Regions from separate parts of the Pan troglodytes genome. Here all the other regions are linked to region 1. A link is a contact called in public Hi-C data. All regions are on one chromosome and are shown on one strand. The core of a region is the stretch at or near the end of the contact, and the rest is flanking DNA. Distances in the headings are between cores, read along the strand shown. Region 1 holds the start of HAPLN1 (hyaluronan and proteoglycan link protein 1). Region 2 holds the start of EDIL3 (EGF like repeats and discoidin domains 3). Region 3 overlaps EDIL3 (EGF like repeats and discoidin domains 3).

Region 1 (3,914 bases), core at 469-2,968:
AAAAATTGGATATTTGTTTATAAGTCTAATTCGTTTATGTTCTTTAAAATACACACCACCCTGAACGTTTACAAGAAATATGAATAGCATAAAAACCCTTTGCATAGTTGAAAAGCCGAGATGTATCTTATTTTTATTGGCAGTTAATGTAGAGGCCTGTATAACAGCTGCCTCAATAGCCACTAGATTAGGGACATAAAACTGCAAAACCTGTTCCCTGTGCGGGAGGGGAAACAGAAAAATAAGAGAAGCGCCCTCACCCAGGTTTTGGAATTCCAAGAAAGGTGTTGAACGCCTGATGAAGAATTCATTTTGAATATAACTATCTTCATTTAGGGAGGGTGTGTGAGTGTTCCGTTTGTCTTTGAAATGAAACCTTTCCAAGAGGCACGTGTTGATTTACCAAAGACAGAATGGCAAGGGGGAGCCCAGAGGCAAGAACTGGTGAAATCTCTCAGAAGACGCGGGAAGAAGCCTTTTTTCCCCTGCAATCTCTCCCGCCTCTCTCCAGAGTCCAGGAGGAGGCAGTCCCCGTGGCTTAGGCTTTATCTTTAAGACAATAGCGCCGCTCGCCGCCACCCGCGCGACTCGGATCGGGCATCCCGGCGGCCGCACCCCGCGCGCTGGCTCATCTGCACACCGGCCACCTGCACTGTCGGCCAGAGCCCCTGTCCCGGCGGCTTCCCCAGCAGCTTGGCTGCCCCTCAGGTCCTCCCGTCCCACCTGCACCTCCAGGACGACCTGGACCCGCCCATCCTCCTGCCCCACTAGCTCATCGACTTACGACTCCCTCAGTCCCTACGGCCCACGGAACCCTCTCCCCCACCCGCGCCACAGCCCGAGCGGCGGCGGCGGCGGCCTTAAGAAGCCCGCAGTCCCGCCCGCGCCGCCCCGCCGGGGCCGGAGGTTGGAGCCGGGAGCACGGCCGCGAATCCCCGCACGTCCCCAGCGCCCCACGGCACCGGGCCCTGCTCGCTGCAACTCGGGGACGGCCTGCGTCTCGCCTCCACCCTGGCCGCGGGCCCCTCGGGCTTGTTTGCTTGTCCTCAGTCCCAGGGCCAGCCCCGCTCCCTCCTCCCGGCTGCTCCAACAGCCGTTTGCTTCCTGCGGTGTGTTTCTTTTTTCCCCTTCCTAGACTCCATCAAAGGTGGCTCTGTTATTGAAATATGAAGCCATTTCCTCTCCAAAACCCTTGGTTACTCAAGGCGGGAATCAATGGACCTATATACTCTCCCAGAAGTTATAAATAAATGTCTATTTGTTCAGGAGGCGTTTTCCCGCGTGTCCCAGCATCTTCCCCAGTGGTTATTTCAGGGGTGTGTGTGTGTGTGTGTGCGCGCGCGCGCCCTGTGCCCATCTGGTTCTAATCCTGGATATGGATCCACAACCCAACCCCACCCATCCCGTCTCCCCCTCGCATTCCTCGTTCTATAAATAAATCCAGGTTCTTTGAGCTCTGTCATCCAAGGATACAATAGCAGTTGTTTGTTAAGAGAAATTTAAACTCAACACCAATACTGAGTCCAGTAAACCAGAAAATATGCTTCTGGTGATTTGGGTGGAAGGCCATCTCCAGTTTAAGAAGCTTTATGTGCCGCTATCATCATTGTCTGTTATCCTTGATCTCCTTTGGGGAGGGGAAGGCGGGAAAGAGAGGACCTCTCCGACCCTTGGATTTTTCTTTTAAGCAGAGGCTAATAAAACAAAGCGCAAACTGACTGTCCTGAGGAGTCTGCTCACACCGCTGCCCCGCAGATCATTCCACAGACCCCTTGTCCCATCCCTTCTGCACAGACCCAGGACTGATGAGGGTTCGGGTTCGGGAGGTGTGGTGTGGTGGGGGCTTGTGTGGCTGTAGCGGCCGGCTTTCCTAAACCCCAGAGCGGGATACTCGGGATCTGAGCAGAGGGGAAAGTCATCTAAGAGGCTGCTGCTTTACAAGGTCTGGGCACAGAGCTGCCCCTCCCTTCCTCCCTGAAGTTTGCATGAAGTGCACGTTAGGCTGTAATTAGGGGATTTGGGAGGAGAACTTTCCTGGTGACGCTTTGCTTTTCTTCTGCTCTTGGTGAGAAAGTGCCTCCTTCTTCCCAGGATCAGGACCTCTGCCATCCAGCGCCACAAAGAGACATTCTGCACACACACTCACACACACACACACACACACACACACACACACACACACACTCACACTCGCCCAGAGACAAACTTAAGGTGAGGAGAAAGAGCGCTAGCTTCACTTGATCTCCAGCTTCCAACTTAAGCAGAACTTGAGAGCATCCGAACTCCTGGATTTCAGGACAAGGTAAAACTTGCAAATTGTTTCCCCCTCTTTTGGTTATACCTTTGTGCCTTTAAGATTTCAGAGGGCAATACACATGCAATGTATATATACATTAAACAAATTTTATTCTTTTCTTTTGAATTTAGTTTTCATTTGAATTTAATATGGCACCTCAACTTTTAAAAAAGTTTCATATTGTCGGATAAAATATTTCACTACAATAAACAGGCTCAGTCTAAAAATGGAGAAAGAATTAACTCTAGTATCCTAGCTTCTGCTAGTGCTACTGTAAATCTGGTAGGGTCATGGTTTCCAAGTGGTGACTTTTCTATCTGTATCTCAACAACCATTTTTATAGCACCTGAGATGAAACAAGGATAGTATAGGCTGAAGGGAAAGGTGAGGAATGGGAATGTCCAGCCAGGCTTATGAATTTTGTTTCAGAGAATATATAGGGTTATGTGAAAAAGAAAGTTACTTTAGGCATAGGTAATACCTGTTAGATTAATAATCTTAGAAATGTTGCCATTTTTGGCCCAGGCTTCCTTCTCCAGCTAATTATGAAATTAAGATCATAGAATGATGATGCATTTCATATATACAATGATGTTGATGGATAATTTGAATGCACTGAAGAGAATTTATAGTCATAGTTAAGATTACTGTTAAAAGTTGCTTAAAGAAATTATTTGTATGTTGAGACTGTTCCCCACCAAAAACAAACCTTAACTTGTTTGGGCTTTGATTAAGTAGTTTTCTTCCATTGAATGTGACTGTTGTGTTCAAAATAAGATGGCTTATTAATTTGAGAATAAGTTGCTTTATTTTCATTTATCACTGGAAAAATACACACAGTGGCCAGTACATTTGGGAATTTTTAGGGTGGAAAGTGTTCCTGTACATGTTCCAGTGTGATGTCATAAAATCAAACATACTGGCTGGCTTCTTGGAAGCTAATAGTTCTTAAGAAATTAAGGCTGTGAATTGATTTCTAAATGAATGTACTATTTATTCATTACAATTGTAGTTTCTGGTAACTATTTCTATGTGATTATTTCTGTGTACTAAATTTGCAGAGATTTTACACACATTTCAGTCATTTCAGTATTTTAATGGAATGGGAATATTGTTCTATCAAAAATATATCATAGTAGTTATCTTTGGAGAATTTTTAATGTGATATGATTCATAATTCTTATATCAGTTAACAAATTCCATTTACTTACAAAAATGAAAGTTTCCCTTCCATTCAGTAAAATATAATGTATACCAAAGGACTCTTCAGATATTAGCTTTAGTCTTTAGTCACTTTTATACCACCCATTTTAAAAAATTTAATTGTTTCAGCTAAGAAATGAATTTATATTTTTGTTGATGACCTCTTCCACTAAATTGGAAACAGCTTAAAAACAGAACTAGATAAGAAGTAATTTTACTTAAGGCTAATTAAATGAACAAGAGATAACCAACAACCTCAACAGACCACTGGTCTACAGGAGGAATGTACCCAGAGGCCAGTATTCTCGACAGGAATGCCTGATGGGCCTGGGCTTTCTATGAGAAACAAGAAGGTGGGGAAACATTATGTACTTATTTATAAAATGAGCCATTTATTTTCAGCAAGGCCCTGTCT
Region 2 (3,914 bases), core at 1,040-3,539, 660 kb before region 1:
AATTTCTGCAGTCTTCTAACATATCTTATATTCCACTTCTGAAGAGGCTATGTGTGAGTGCAGTAACAGTGAAATGAGTCCTATCAAGGTAAATTAGGTAAAGTGCCTAGAATCTTCAAAATGAAAGGCTTATTGGTAGATGATCATTATCAATTAGTGGTTCAAAAAGAGGGGATGATTATGAATATGGAGCTGTGGATTTAAGACTATCAATTTTTTATTGGAAATGAGACGAGAAAGTAGAGATATTAAACTGGCAACATCTTTCATAAGTTGTCTATCAGGTAATACAGAATGTCATTTACTGTCTCCGCACCAAGTATTTGGGCATAGAATGTGCATTGTAATGTACTTTTATGCCCACTAGAGTTTTTAAAAACCCTTCTTTAAATTAAAAGAAAGATACATGTTTAGAAACACACACTGTTGGCAAAAAATAATTTAACTTCTTAATATGCTCATTAAGGTCAAATACTATCAAAAAAGTGGAAATAAACAGGGAATAACATACAAAACTACACAAAATTCTTAACCCACTCTTTTTTTTCCCTTAAATATCACATCCCAGAGAGACTGGTTTCCAACTTTACATTTTTAGGATCTAGTACTATCCTTTAGAAATAAAACCTAAAACTAATATTAGACATCTCATTTCAAAAGTTAAAGTGTATTTTAGGATGAACATGCCACAGGGTGACTGAAAACATACTTTCAAAAGGAAGTAATGATGATGCACCAGAAAATTAGAATTTGATTGCTTGAAACATCTTTGCTACAACTCTGGACAATACTGTCTTATTCTAACATCTGTGACTTTAGGCATATAAATAGACAGTAAATAAATGAATCTCTCTCATTCTCTTAGCAAGGTGATTTTTAAAAAAATGTGTTTTAACCCTCCCACCAATCGTGAGACATGAACAAACCCTTTCTGAAAGGTGTTCTTTTTTTTCTTTCTTTCTTTCTTTTTTCCGTTGTTGTTTGCTTGTCAGTTATACAATACCTTAAACCCTCCCTAGCAGTATTCAGCATTGCGGTTCCATTCACCTCGCATTCTTCATTTCACTTAAAATTTCAAAAGGAAGGTAGAAATTTAAGTTTAAAGGACTCATGTCACCTTTAAAGGACTCATCCTTTAAAGGAGGCAGATGGAGATGTAGTTCCATGGCTAATTGCACTCTGTTATTCTTTTCTTAGTAGATTCACCTTTCAACTCTTTGCCTTCGAGAATGTTTCTCTGTCAATTTCTCTAGCTCTGTGTTTCTGTCTCTCTCCCTACCTCCCTCTCTAGAAGACAAAAAAAAAAAAAAAAAAAAAAGAAAGAAGGAAAAGAAAAAGAAAAAAAAGAAAAAAGAAGCCCTGTTTCATTTTGGTACCTGTAACTGCTGGAATTGGATCCATGTACAGTAAGCAATCATTCTAACCGAAAAACAGAGAAGAAAGCACAATTGTAAGCCATGAGCTGTATTTTTGGTTCAATCACTTCCACTGCAAAAACCAGTCCATTTATTTTGGCGGATAGAAAGAAAATTTGATCCACCTTAGTGATGCTTCAAGGGTCTGTCTTTGCCTTTATGTTCTTGCACAGTTCCCAAACTTGCCCCACTTCTTCTCTGAAACAGATGTCCTGCTTAACGAGATGCATGTCTCCTACTCACTTCCACCCTTTTGCCCCCGTGAACAGATGAGCCCACAACCCTCTCTCCCCAGCCCTGGAGCTAACTAAATTGTAGACAGAGCAGCAGAGCAGCCCTGTCTTAGCTGATTAGGGTCTGGTTGCTGACTACGTTGCAGTTCCTGAGAAATACGGGGCAATTCACTTTGCAGGGTTCTGTCTCTCATGCAGTTTTGTGCCCCAAGAGTCACTTTTCAAAATCTCTTAACTTCTGTTCCTGGTTATACCGAGAAAGGAAGTTCAGGGGAATCCTTAACGTGGTTAATTATAAAGTCAATGCTGGAATCCAAGGGACTCTCAGGCAGCAAGGGTGCAGCTCTTAACCCCACAGTCTCCAGCATGTGCGGAGAAGGTACTGGAAATGCAGGAACTTCAGAGGTGGTGGCAGGTGCTAGGTGCTAGGGTGTGGCTGCAGTTGTCTCCCTTTTCTCTTACAGCAGAAGGAGCTGAAAGAGGAGGGGAGGAGGGAGGAAGGAGAGAGAGAGCAAAAGAGAGACAGAGAGAGAGAGCAAAAGAGAGACAGAGGAGGGGGAGACCCGGGGAGTGAATAACAGGGCGGGCGGAGGGCGGGCGGGCGCCGGGGGAGTGGGGAGCGCGCCTGCCAGGCTCAGACTCACACGCACGCCGCCTCTGTTTGTACACAGTGCGCTCCCGGCGGCCCGCTCGCTCCCCTCCAGCTCACGCTTCATTGTTCTCCAAGTCAGAAGCCCCGCAGCCGCCGCGCGGAGAACAGCGACAGCCGAGCGCCCGGTCCGCCCGTCTGCCGGTGGGTCTGCCTGCCCGCGCAGGAGACCCGGGGCGGCCGCGGGAGCCCGCGCCCCGCCCGCCGCGCCTCTGCCGGGACCCACCCGCAGCGGAGGGCTGAGCCCGCCGGCGGCTCCCCGGAGCTCACCCACCTCCGCGCGCCGGAGTGCAGGCAAAAGGGGAGGAAAGGCTCCTCTCTTTAGTCACCACTCTCGCCCTCTCCAAGAATTTGTTTAAGAAAGCGCTGCGGAAAGAGAACGTCTTCTTGAATTCTTTAGTAGGGGCGGAGTCTGCTGCTGCCCTGCGCTGCCACCTCGGCTACACTGCCCTCCGCGACGACCCCTGACCAGCCGGGGTCACGTCCGGGAGACGGGATCATGAAGCGCTCGGTAGCCGTCTGGCTCTTGGTCGGGCTCAGCCTCGGTGTCCCCCAGTTCGGCAAAGGTAAGGCGTCGGGACCCGGACAGCTGGGTGAGGGATGGGCTGGGAGTCCCCTGAGAAACGCCGCGCAGGGGGCCGGAGGCGGTCCCTCGGGCGTGCCAAGGGTGGCGAGCGCCGCTGGCGGCGCGGAGGAGGCGTCGAGTCCTGGGTGCCCCGAGAAAGTGCTTGTAAAGTCTGAGCAGAGTGCGCGGGGCCGAGCGGGGAGAAGGGTGCGGGGTACCCGGGTGAGATACAGGAAAGAGGAGGACGGTGGGGAGCGGTAGAAGACAGCGTCCCCAGGACCAGCGACTCTGTGGCTCACTCGGCCACTGGGTCTCGGCGCAAACCCTCCCTAGGCAGTGCGGGCGATGCTGACTGCAGACGTCGGGCAGGGCTTTCGTGGGGGCGGGAGCGGGGGAAGCCAGTGCGCCCGGGCGTCAGCTAGTTGATGCGGGAAGAGGCTGGGGAGCTGCAGGGCCGTCCGCCCCCGGGTGCGGTGCTCTGGCGCAGGGCCTGGGCTGAGCCGTTCGCAAACCCAGACCCGGCGCTGGGCGTTTTGGCCGCGGGTGAGGTGGAGAGGAGTCTCACAGGTCACTTCAGCTTTCTCCTGCCTCCCCATCCCAGAGGAGCAGCATCGATTACAGCAAACCCCAGGAACCCGCCTCTCCTAGTCTGACCCCAGGGGCCTGGAGCTTAGCTGCGCACCCCCTCCGAGTACCAGTGTTAACTCTTGGTAATGGGGAATAGTGCGGGGCAAGCCACCCCTCGCGTCCCCGCACAGGAGCGGAAAAGTTGTGAGAGCTTGTAGGGTGATGCCTTCTGTGAATTGCACGAAAAAATAAAAACAGAAAAATAAAAATCAAATTAAATTAAAAAGAAAAAAGCATTTAAAAGAAAACGCAGGACTTCGACGAGTGTCCTGCTGAGTAGTTTAGGCGACTTCCAGGTCCCCTGCGAGGTGCAGCTTGTCCATACAAACCCTTGTGCTGACCTGGGTCTCACTGCCGGCCGGGGCTGAAGTAGTCGCCGGAAAAGGGCAGCGGGGGCAGCAGGGTGTGTGGGGAGGCGAGTGGGA
Region 3 (3,914 bases), core at 1,030-3,529, 550 kb before region 1:
CATTATTCTGCTAACAGCTCTATTTTAATGATTCACTTATGTACACCTGCCACGAGATAGGATCATTATCAAAGGACAGTTAACTCTTTTTGGCCAAATTATTATTGTTATTTATTTATTTATTGGAGACGAAATCTCACTCTGTCACCCAGGTTGGAGTGCAGTGGCGTGATCTTGGCTCACTGCAACCTCTGCCTCCCGGGTTCAAGCAATTCTCCTGCCTCAGCCTCCCGAGTAGCTGGGACTACAGGCACACGCAGCCATGCCCAGCTAACTTTTTGTATTTTAGTAGACATGGGGTTTCAACATGTTGCCCAGGCTGGCCTCGAACTCCTGAGCTCAGGTAGTCTGCCTGCTTCGGCCTCCCAAAGTGTTAGGATTACAGGCATGAGCCACAGAGCCTGGCCTTTGGCTAAATTATTACTGAGATGTGCAACCTCAGGCTTCCAAAGGCTCCATTACTGTCATTTTGTCATTTCATATATTTTATCATTTTCATGTGATTGTTTAATGTCATCATTGTCTTTTTTTTGGTAAGAGAGCATATACATAAATACATTCAAATGTATGTATGAAATCCCTTGTTCAGATACATATTGAACCTGCTTTGAAACAACTACTGTCCAAGACTTGTCACTCTCAACTCAAATGATGATTCATATGCTGTGGCCTTTCAAAAAATTTTCCAAGGAAGATTGGAAGCCATAGATGGGTTCCTTTTGTAATACTCAAAACTCAGTATGGAACCAATATATCTTTCTAGCATCTTTTTGAAAGCTGATCTATTCTGGTATCTGCTCTACTATCATGTGTCTGCCATTGCTTTCTAGAAACATTAAGCATTACCCACCTTAGGAGGATAAATTATCATGCTAAGGGACTTAGCCATATTAATAACTGCAAACTGAAACCCAGAATTATTCCTATTTTCACAAAAGGAAGATCACATATGCAAGTGATGAGAAGATTAATGCAAGAGGCCAAAGCTTTCCAAAAGATAAGAAGGGTGGGCAATACACAACAATATTAAATAATTGGCCACAGGGTAGAGAATGAAGAGACCTTGAAGAAGGTGAAGAACTTGAAGAGGTGAAGGGAGAAAGTGGAGACTAAAGGCAAGAGAAACCTTTCCAACACACAGATTTCATTTCTGAAGCCATGTTGTTTGTATGTGAATACTACTTTACCATTTACTATTCTATGTCTTTGGATAAATTATACCAATTCATAAAATTTATTTTTTCCATAAGTAAAATGAGGTTTATCACATCAGAGAATTTTCCCGCAGGGATATTATGAAGCTTAAATGTGATAATACCCATAAAACACTTAGTATAATTTTTGGTACATAGTGAAGGTGCAAAAAAAATTAACTACTATTACTATAAAATAATCAAATATACTAACAAATAGGCTACTAAATGGAATAGAAGAATCCAAGGGTATATGAAATTTGGGGATTTGTGCAAGCAGGTAATTTGTGCCAGAAAAATTTGTCAGGAACAGTTTGTGTGATTTTAGGCCTAAGGCTAGTTATAAGTAATAGGAAGGTAGAGAGAGGAAGGTGGAAAAGAGGATTTATATACAAGTGGTTCAAGATCTTTTTTATCCTCCCAAACTCTGAGAGCATCAGAGGTATCCCCATTAGTTCCTTGCCAAGGCAGTCATGTCAAAACAGAGCTACATGGGACCTGGGATAGGAGTTCCCCAAGGTTTTATATAACTTGAAGCCCTGTACCCAAGATGATACTAAACTGCACGCATACCACCCCATGAGAGTCACTGACAAAACTGCATAGAGAATTCAACCAATGAGAAAAGAGATAGACAGATAAGGTCAAAGCCTCTTCAATAGCAGAGATAAACCAGTGCTGGTTTCTGAGCTTTGGGTTAGAGCTGCATAAAGCCCTCCTCTTTCATGTTGGGGCTGGCTCAGGGTTTGGAAAGGATCTGATGGGACCAAACCATCACAAAAATGAGGACAGGAGGGATACAGAGACTTAATACCACTAAGTGGTCATGTTGTGTGACCCAATGCAGTGAGGCTATTGATAGAATAGAGGCAATGGGTTTTTGAATGTATTCAAGTTCTTAAAGAGTTGTCCTTTTCTGTGCTTAATGTCTTCTTTTCAGCAAGTCACATTTTATTTGGTAGCCCAGAGAGGTAACAAAACTCCACTTCCTAAATATTTATGTGGTTTACTTAGTGTAAAAGCATGTATTCTAAATGGAATTCCATTAAGGCAACTGTAACTCCTGAAGAAAGGGCACTTTGAGTTTCTCCTTACAATTAGGTTGTTCCCTATAAAGATGCAAATTGGAGTGTTAACAGCAATAACCTGACACCTGTTGGAAACCAAGAAAGTGGCAAAACACCCATAATTTCTGACTTCCACTGAGTTTATTGCTCAGTTGTCTTTCCTTGTCAAGAACTCCCATACATTAAGGAAACGCATTGGCCATATAGCCATTAAATCTGAATAACAGATTCCATGTTTGTTTAAAGAATTCAAGAGCTCATTTGTTCTCATGTTTATCAGTAAGCTTGTCTACAGAGGGGTGCCTTATCAAAGTGATTTGTGTTTTTGCTCCCTAAGACTGTTGTGGCTGTGAATAAAAAGACTTACTTCATAGAACTTTAGAGATTCTTTGGAATTAGAACATACATCAACTCTTATAAAACGTTGTCTTCATGTGAAAACATTGTTGTAAAAGGTGTGTATGAAATCATTCACTTTTTACAAAATTTCGTCAAGATCTAAACCTGACTTTTAAAATATGATTTCTTTTCTAAAGTTAACTAGCTGTCTATTGACTATTTTCAGTTGCAAGAGGACCACTTTTAATTTTTGTGATGTCTCTGTATTTGCCAACCACTAAATAGATAAGCATATACAGTCAAGTTTGGCAACATAGTTTATAATGTTATGCAATGAGGTGACTTAAAACATCCTGGCAGTAAATAGTTGGGGCTGCAGTATAAGGTATAAATTCTCAACAGTAAAAGATACCCGTTTGGCTTTTACATGCTGTAACTTGAAACTAAGACATTCTACTGCTGTCTTAAATTATGACTTTTTAAACAAGAGATAATTAAAGCATAAAATTAGGCTTTGCAATTTTTTTTCTGTAATTTTAACATTACATACCTTTCTGCCTGAAAAATTGATATAACAGTTTTATCTAGTGATTAGCAAAATGTTCTGTTCTTCTTTTAGGTGATTTGCTTAATAAGTGATCAAGTTAACCAACTTGTGTTTGACTTGTTTTCCTTGGAGGTTATTTGTATATGTGACTGACCAGATTTACGCTTAGAAAAAGTAAGAATTCACTATCTAAGATCTAAATAAGAAGATTCTGTGAAACTTCTACAGCTGGACGTGGCACTGAATTTCATCTTTTTTGTAGCACTTGATTGTTTTTATAAAGTCGGTATGAGTTTGTGTTCTTGACAGAGATTCATGGACTAACTGTTGCCATCATGATGTGCTGCATTATTTATATACAGCAGCTAAATTCAATCTTTTAGTTTGTCCTCTGCTGTCAACTGAAGAGCTGCAATCTTCTCTGAAAGAACAATTTTCTGGGTTTGTAATTGTTGCATAATTACAAAAATATATTATCTAAAAGCGTAAAGTTCAGTAAGCTATATTGTGCATTTTTCAACAAACATAAAGTGGTCAGGTGTCACTCCTTTGCTGTCAACCCTCATCACACCTATCTGGTAAAACCACAAGCCTGGATCCATCATCTGCTGCGTGCCTGCACTACCTCAGCTGTTGAGCTCTGACCAGATACACAGTGGGGTACATGTTGACATTATAAGTTCTTGTCTGGGCCCTCAGTACTTTCCCTCCATCATTTTTCTATGTTTTCCCAGGCAACAACCTTCTATTTACTGCATGCGCATGTTA

Evidence for each region. A called contact is a pair of places that touch in the nucleus more often than the background predicts.
Region 2: a contact with region 1 is called in a Hi-C map of stem cell-derived neural progenitor cells, with 6 times the contacts expected there. The contact joins the promoter of EDIL3 here to the promoter of HAPLN1 in region 1. A contact is called at or near these places in 2 of 7 Hi-C or Micro-C datasets (induced pluripotent stem cells and stem cell-derived neural progenitor cells) and 1 of 1 datasets of contacts at active chromatin or transcription factors (stem cell-derived excitatory neurons).
Region 3: a Hi-C map of induced pluripotent stem cells shows a contact between it and region 1, with 1.8 times the contacts expected there. The contact joins the enhancer-like site here to the promoter of HAPLN1 in region 1. A contact is called at or near these places in 2 of 7 Hi-C or Micro-C datasets (blood and induced pluripotent stem cells).

The regions. Positions count from the first base shown.
Region 1 is chr4:32,329,826-32,333,739 of NHGRI_mPanTro3-v2.0_pri, forward strand. HAPLN1 (hyaluronan and proteoglycan link protein 1) reads left to right here and starts at 1,719. Exons shown (of 5, transcript XM_001147083.7): 1 at 1,719-2,302.
Region 2 is chr4:31,664,721-31,668,634 of NHGRI_mPanTro3-v2.0_pri, forward strand. EDIL3 (EGF like repeats and discoidin domains 3) reads left to right here and starts at 2,290. Exons shown (of 11, transcript XM_001146806.6): 1 at 2,290-2,863. The coding sequence starts at 2,797. All of the region lies in intron 1 of LOC134810067, which reads right to left.
Region 3 is chr4:31,781,657-31,785,570 of NHGRI_mPanTro3-v2.0_pri, forward strand. All of the region lies in intron 1 of EDIL3 (EGF like repeats and discoidin domains 3), which reads left to right. Among named protein-coding and RNA genes, the nearest start is that of EDIL3, 120 kb to the left of the region's middle. Within about 2 kb of position 2,280, at least 1 of the 24 cell types and tissues checked has an H3K27ac peak or open chromatin away from gene starts, as enhancers often do. A contact at or near this core is called in induced pluripotent stem cells, where this site is marked.